Linked DNA regions of Anas platyrhynchos: region 1 is linked to region 2. A link is a contact called in public Hi-C data. All regions are on one chromosome and are shown on one strand. The core of a region is the stretch at or near the end of the contact, and the rest is flanking DNA. Distances in the headings are between cores, read along the strand shown.

Region 1 (3,785 bases), core at 457-2,956, 110 kb before region 2:
CCCTGGGTCAGGGTCGGGCACGGGCTCCAGACAGCAGCCCCTGGGCAAAAAGCCACGGGGAGGAGGTTCCTGGGGGATCAGGAGTGGTGCCAGGCTGCAGCAGGAAGAAATATTGGGGAAAGCCTAAGGGGAAGGGGAGGGATGGAGCCCGCTCTCCAGCGGTGTGTTTTGGGGTGTTGTGGGTGCTTGGGGCCTGGTCCCGCACCGGTCACAGCGATGCTGTGGGAGCACGAAAATCAGGCTGGCACTGGGGGTACTGGGGGTACTGGGACCTCCCCAGCTCCCTGGAACAGCCTTCACAAGCTGGGGTGTTGGTGTGTCAGCTCATTTTCACCTGGGTACACAGAGTCCCTCTGGCAAGGCCATCGGATATCATGGGGTGCCATGGGGTGCCGCAGGGTGCTGCGGGGTGCCATGGGGTGCTTTGGGGTGCTGGATGCCCAGGCAGGGCTGAGACAGGCAGATCCTGCACAAACACAGCCCTGCTGCCCTGTTGGAATATCCCCCACCAGTAACCATGGGGTGGAACTGGAGATAAGACGCAACTGCAAGACTGGGCCGAGTTTGGTACCAGAGAGCTGCAACACGATGGCATCCTTGAATAACAGCCAGACACTCACTGAGGCTCGTGTTTGTCATCTTTGATCCCCTGGCCAGGCCCGTGCTCTTCTACCTGGCTGCTCAGAAGCACATCTCACATCTTCCAGACGCAGAATGACCCCAAAGGCAGGTCCCAGGAAGCAGCCTGCAGACCACAGAGCACCGGCAGAGGTGCCTGTTCTCCTCCTGGGATCTGAGCAAGCAGCAGCAGAGCCGAGCTGGCCTCCACGCGCTGCTTGCTGCTGATCTGCAGCTTCCTCAGGCCCGGGTGCAGCAGCACAGACCCGCCCCATCTGAGCACCCTGGGCTGAGGCGCTGCTGATCTGCCTTGGTGTGTCTGGCGTGGAGGCATCGGTATCTGATCGAGGCAGCCAGAGAGAGCTGCTCTTAGGGTGCAGCTCATCTGATCGATTCCAGACAGACGACTGATTTGCAATGAGATAAATAACCCCCAAAGTGCCTTTGTCTCCCCGGTGACTACACGGGGAGCTTGCAGCAACTAGCTCAGATCAAGCACGTCCCAGATGCTGGCACCTCTCAGCTGGAGCCTTGCAAAGGGCCTGCTCTGCTTGCAGATCTCAGGCTAGCGATAAACACAGCAGACCTGGGACACGTGCAGTGTGCAGTTGTGGTCGCTTGCGTATTTCCATTATGGTGTTGCAATCTGGGTCTCATCAGCAGCTAGATACTTTGCTCAAGAGGAGGATTGTCCCCCCTGCCTGACCACCACCTTGTCTGAGGGGGTCCCAGCCCCATCTGCTCCTAGCGAGCAGTCACGGAGTGGCAGCTGCCTGGGCAGACATTCTCCATCTCTGCAGCTGAAACTGTTCTCCTGTGTAGGTCCCTGAACAAATACAGTATCAGCACTTTTTTATTCCGTGATAAAAATGAAGTTACATGGCCAGAAGCTGAGACTTATGATGTTTACTGCAGGTGCTAATTGGTATTGCTAGCAACATGAAAGCAGAGCATTTATGCAGTAGAAGTGTATTTGCTTTGGAGAAAAGAACCAAAACCACAGCAATATGTTCACACAAACTGCAGGGGGGAACTAGGCCCAGTGAGGAAGAGTGACCTGTGCTCTTTCGTAATCCCTCTTGAAACTTCCGTAGCAACTTTAATACAAAGCTACCGTGTGGAGACACAACAATCAAACACTGCCACAGAACTCACACTGCTTTGTGTAAACTTTGGATAAAATTAATGTGTGATGTGTGACAAGCAGCTGGAGGTCAGGAACTGGTGCCCTCAGCCACCCTGCTTGAACCGTCAGACACCTTTCTTTCTCTTAAGAGTCTCAGCTCATCAGTGCCATCACTATAAAATACGTGGCACTGAAATTCACACCTTGTAAACTATATGCACAGAGACTAGTAGAGTTATTGAAGACTAGAGAAGCTGTTCACATCATCTAGTCTGGCCTTCTCCAGCACACAGAAGCTGGTTTTGACTTCTGAAGTCTTCAAATGATGGAAAAGTCCCACGGTCTTATCTAATTGTTCCAATAATTAAATGCTTTTATTGTTTAGAGCCTACTGTAATCCTTGCTCCCAGTCCATCTAGTGGCAGTTTTCAACACTGAATCTGTGTTCTCAAAGACACTTCTGAATGAAAAAAAGAACAAAAGCTGGTTTAACAATAAGATGAGGTTTCTAATATTTAAAGCTGTACTGCAGAGCTCAGTATCTTTCACATATTCATACAAATAATAAGTGTACATCTAGGCCAGTCAGTACTATCTTCGCTGCTTTTGCTCTACAAAAGAGACTAAAATGAATTGCTGGGCTTCAGCTTGGTGAGATGTGAGGCTGTTCTTGATTCCTTCAGTGGGAAAAAAAAGTCAATAGCAGTAGGGGCAGCTGATATTGTGCTGCTTTTCCATCAAGCTGATGCTCAAATAAAGCCATGTTCTTTGATTTCGTAGATTCTGAGCAAGGAGTACCTGGAAGTAGTTTTGGCGTGGCCAAAGTAAGATGAAGATCAGGATGAAGAATTAGACAAAGCTGAAGGTCAGCACCGCACCTATTGAACTAATTGTGAGTCAGGAAGCATGTAATAGGGTCAGCACATTGTTGCCCCATACAGCAAATTGTGTGGAATTTGCGAGGGGACGTATTTTTAAGGAACCTGTTGCCCAAAAGTCTGAATGCACCAGCCAGGCTCACCTCCGCTGGATGGAGGCATCCTGGGCAGTTCTAGCTCTTAGATCTGGCAGCTCACAGATCAGCGCTGCCTCTTCATAGAGCTGTCTGTTGCTCAGAAGCTAGAGTATGCGAGCACCCCCACCAGGGTATCTGCTTCTCACCCAGATGTTGGCCAGCTGTGGGAGACTGCGGCACCAGCAGCGTTGGCCGTGACCATGAGTTTGCTTACACGAATGTTCACAGCATGCTGTGGCACCATGTTACGCTGTTGTTGGCTTTTTTTTTTTTTTTTTTTTTTTTCCTGAGAAGGAAGGAAGGAAGGAAGTTTGCGTAGTTCAGCAGCAGGAACAGCAGTAAACAAAGATGAGTTTTTGTCCATCTCCTTCCAAGTTTCCTGGCTGAAACGACAGCCTGTTTCTGCCTCCTCTTTAAAAAGGGGTAATTATCTCCTAATCACAGAAGTGGAATGAGAGAAATTGAGGGGGATTTCATCTAGCTTCCCTAGAGAAAAGCCAGGAAAATAAACTTTAAAAAAATATGAGAACAATGCAGTTAACTTCTTCAGGTAACGAAGATCTAGGTGCCAGCTGTGCCTGTGGGTACCTTTATGTCGCAGTGACAAAGAGATCAGAGTTACAGCAGAGCTACCAGCTACTGCAGAACTGAGGACAAAGACTTTTGTCCTTATCAGCATGGTGAGGAGAGCTTTAAACCAGGAGAGATGAAGCAAGGGGAGAGTTGTAGTGACCTGAGATGCTTCATGGAAATTCCTCCAGCAAGTGCATGCAGCCAAGGAAATGCCTACAGCTGTGAAGAAAGACCTGGGGGTCCTGGGGGACAACAAGTTGACCATGAGCCAGCAAATGCACAATCATAGAATCAGTAAGGTTGGGAAAGACCTCCAAGATTGTCTGGTGCAACCATAACGTGCCCTTGTGGCCAAGAAGGCCAATGGTGTCCTGGGGTGCATTAGGAAGAGCACTGCCAGAAGGTCAAGGGAGGTGATCCTTCCCCTCTCCTCAGCCCTGGTGAGGCCTCACC
Region 2 (3,589 bases), core at 759-3,258:
CCATGGCCTCTTCTAACACCTACAGGCTGCCTGGGGTGCAGCGTGGAAGACCAAAGTCCTTTGGCATGCCGGAGGGCGATAGGATAGACCCTGTCCTTTTGCAGAGAGGTGCAACGGAGAGCAATTGAAATAAGTATGGAGCTGAGGTTCGAGAGCTTTTGTTGTTTGTTTGTTTTTTTAAGTTGGAAGTAGTTATGCTAAATGCCTTTCATGAATAAATGAATTCATTCTGTATTTTACAAAATGCTCTATTTTTTAGTAGAGGAAAATGTCAGCTATTGATAAACCAGCTAGTACAAGGCTTGCAAATCTACTTCAGATACTTTCTCCACAATATTCAGTAATAATATTTATCCCAGATAAATTCTTCTGAATTTTTAAAGTATTTCTTCTTCTTTATTTCAACATGATTTTTATTTTTCTCCAGTGTGCAAACATGTTTATCACAGCTGCATGTTTAAAATCTAAATGTTCTGTTCGTTTCACTGTGTACTAGTAGTATACAGCGTCTTGGTACCTGACTAGTGCCAAATCTATTCAAAACATTTTGTTTCCATGCATAAAATACTGTACTTAAAATTCTCATCATTTCAACTATAGCTGAAGCTCTTCTGTGTGTTTCCCATTTCACAATCCTGTAGTGATTCATGTAATTATCTTAATAGCTTAATGCTATTCTATTTAACTAGTGGTATTAATGTAATAATTGTCATATTAAAATCTAAAAATATTGAATTAGACCTTCTTCTAAAATACACTTTATCACTACAGATAGGTTAGAAGCACTGTAAGATTCTGGTTTTAAAATAAAATTGTTAAATTCATCTAGATAGAGTAATTAATTAAATTCTACGAGACACAATGAGAGAACTGTTTGAAATACATTAGGTGAATGATGAGGGGCAACTTGTTCACCTCACTAGGTGTGTAGTTTGATTTGGAGTCGATTTTTAATGCTTGAATTAGCTTCCTGCACCAAGAGCTACCTATTGTTAAGATGCCTAAATAAAATTTAGGAAATCTGCCTCGTTAGCTATTTATGCTTGTGAGACTAGTGTTGCTGTTAACCAGGAACGTTTCCCTTGACTGGTGTTCTGGGAAATAACAGATTTTCCCCCCCCCCCTTTTTTTTTTTTTTGGACAGACTTCTGGTATCCGAGAAAATAATCTTTTATCATGCTTAGCATCTGCTCTGCATCTAGTGAAGTATAACTAATACCATACTTCCATAAAATATCAAGCCTTGCATATGAGAAATATGTCTAACGCTAGTGCTAATCTATCATTATTTTGTACTCCTGCTTCCATTTTATTCCCTGGGAATAAATCGTGTGCTGTGTAGGGTTATTCTTTCCATGTGTCTATTATTGGTGTTGTGGTTTGCTAATTACATAACTAGAAAATTATTATTATTTTTAATCGTGTTTTAGGCTTGAGATTGACTGAAAAATTGCTTCGTTTTAAAATCCAGTTTGCTGGGAGAAGGATTGGCAGGGAGGAGTCTCATTTTTTGGTGCAGCTTTTACCTCAAAATACTGAAGCAGGAATACATCTGTGCAAGCTGAAACACGGGCCAGGAATTGGCCAACAATACAGAAAAGGTTTATGTAGATTATACTTGCTCGGATAGATTTAGTTTGTGTTTGCTGATCGGGTTGCACGAAGCGTGCGGTCCAGTGCATCCTTGCGTGTACTTCCAGCTTTCTCACCCTGGCAGGACTACCCGGGGATGTCCAGATGAGTCTGGAGACAAGTGTTTCTCGTTCTGTGACTCTAGGTAGATGACTATCAGTAAAAATGGTGCTTTCGAACTTGGCTAGGACGACAAAGGATTAGTTTGCAGCGTAAGTAAACCTTTTCATTGCTGTCTAACGCCAGATGCATTCAGAGGGAATGCTGAATTGAGCAGCAAAGCTTTTCAGCATTTTCACACGGGCAGGAAAGGCGTAGTCAGACCCAGACACTGCTGCAGAGAACAGCACGGTGCAGAACAGCATGTTTTCAGTAGCAGGGTTGTGAGGGGTTTTTTGCTGTCCATTAACTAAAAACGTGTGTGAAGCCATCGCAGCCTTGGTGCAGGAACTAGCTGTAATAGAAGAGTTTGTACTCGACCGAAAATAGTTCTGTAGAAGTTGAAATCCTACAGTTTTGTATCAGTGCAGATAGTTTGGGTCTGAATCACCGAAGAACAGGATAGCCTTTCATTCAGCAACCTGGCGTGCAGCATACCTTCCTGGGAGATGGAAACGCAGTAAGATGAGGAGGGAAATTCTGTAAAAAAGAATTTAACTTTGCAAAGACCGGTGTCTGTCACTGCGCTGCCAAACAATTTTGTTGACCCATTGCTTTTTGAACATAATGGAGACTTAACAGCTTAGGGTCCTGTGGAAAGGATTCTCAACACCTGGCAGTCCACTGTGTGAAGTACCTCCCTTTTTTTGTTTTGAACTTGTTGTCCGACAGCGAACACTCATTTCCTGTCCACCTTCATAATGAGTGTGTAGCGTAACCCTCCTCTGTCATCGCTTTTCTAGTTTGACAAGTCTGCATCTGTTTAATTGTCACTCCTATAGAGACCATCCCTGTCCTCACTGTGTGTTTTTGTACCTTACCCAGTTCTTTTAAACCAATTTTGAAAGGGAAGCAGTGGTGTTGTGCTGCGTTCCTTGCATAACATTTGACCACCGCAGATCATTGAGATTAATTTCTGTTACAAGACCAGTACCTCATTATTCTGTACTAATAATTCAGAGACCGTCATTTTGTATATAAAGATTGTTTTTTTCTTCCATATTCTTTCACTTTACATTTCTCTACATTGAATCTCATTTACTAGTTTATTACTCCGTTCAGCAACATTAGGTCTTTCTGCAATCTGCTGATTTTCATCTTTAGTTCTCTGAGTAATTAAATACCAAAGATCTTGTTTGCTGGCTAACCACCTTCTTCTCTGGATATGTTGGATAGGTCCGGCCTTAATACAGCCCCATGTTGCATGCCACTGGTGAAATTCTTGCCTAGAAAACTGATTGTTTTCACCTCTTTGCCTTGTAGGTAGTTACCTAGCCTTTGGGTGGAGGGGTTGAATGCTCCTTCCTCTCCCCCGACAGCTACCTTTCCTCTAAGAAACGCAAATACATGGTTTCCTTTAACTTATAAGCTTAAATAGTCCATGTTAATTGGATTTCTCCTATCCACGCTTTCATTTATGCCTTCCAGTATGTTTGTGACTCATAACTCTAACAAACTCCATTGACTTTTCCCCAGTATATCATACTTATCTGTACGTGTGCTAATTTGGTTCCTTATAGTTTCTACCACTCTGACCTGAACATGTTTCAGACCTGCTGCTGTCGGCTTATTTGTGCCCTGCCAAGCGTTGATGGTACTTTCTGATCTTCAGGTACAAGGTGGTTTTCAGCGAGAGGCTTTGCTTGTGGGTTAATAACTCAAAAACCGCGTCCGCGGGTTCTGGAGAGCTCCTGGGTGACTGCAGACGGCCTGGCTCTGCCAACCTGCTCTGCAGCCAGCTTGCCCGTCCTTCAGCTGGAGATGGGATCTCAGTCCTTTGTTTTATTCCATAAAACAA

The links. Hi-C and Micro-C count contacts between places; a contact is called where the count stands out from the background.
Region 1: a Hi-C map of skeletal muscle shows a contact between it and region 2, with 2.8 times the contacts expected there. The contact joins two enhancer-like sites. A contact is called at or near these places in 2 of 8 Hi-C or Micro-C datasets (skeletal muscle and subcutaneous adipose tissue).

The regions. Positions count from the first base shown.
Region 1 is chr1:14,529,007-14,532,791 of IASCAAS_PekinDuck_T2T, reverse strand. No RefSeq gene overlaps it. Among named protein-coding and RNA genes, the nearest start is that of SYPL1, 19 kb to the left of the region's middle. Within about 2 kb of position 1,706, at least 2 of the 8 cell types and tissues checked have an H3K27ac peak or open chromatin away from gene starts, as enhancers often do.
Region 2 is chr1:14,419,205-14,422,793 of IASCAAS_PekinDuck_T2T, reverse strand. All of the region lies in intron 2 of ATXN7L1 (ataxin 7 like 1), which reads left to right. Among named protein-coding and RNA genes, the nearest start is that of ATXN7L1, 51 kb to the left of the region's middle. Within about 2 kb of position 2,008, at least 1 of the 8 cell types and tissues checked has an H3K27ac peak or open chromatin away from gene starts, as enhancers often do.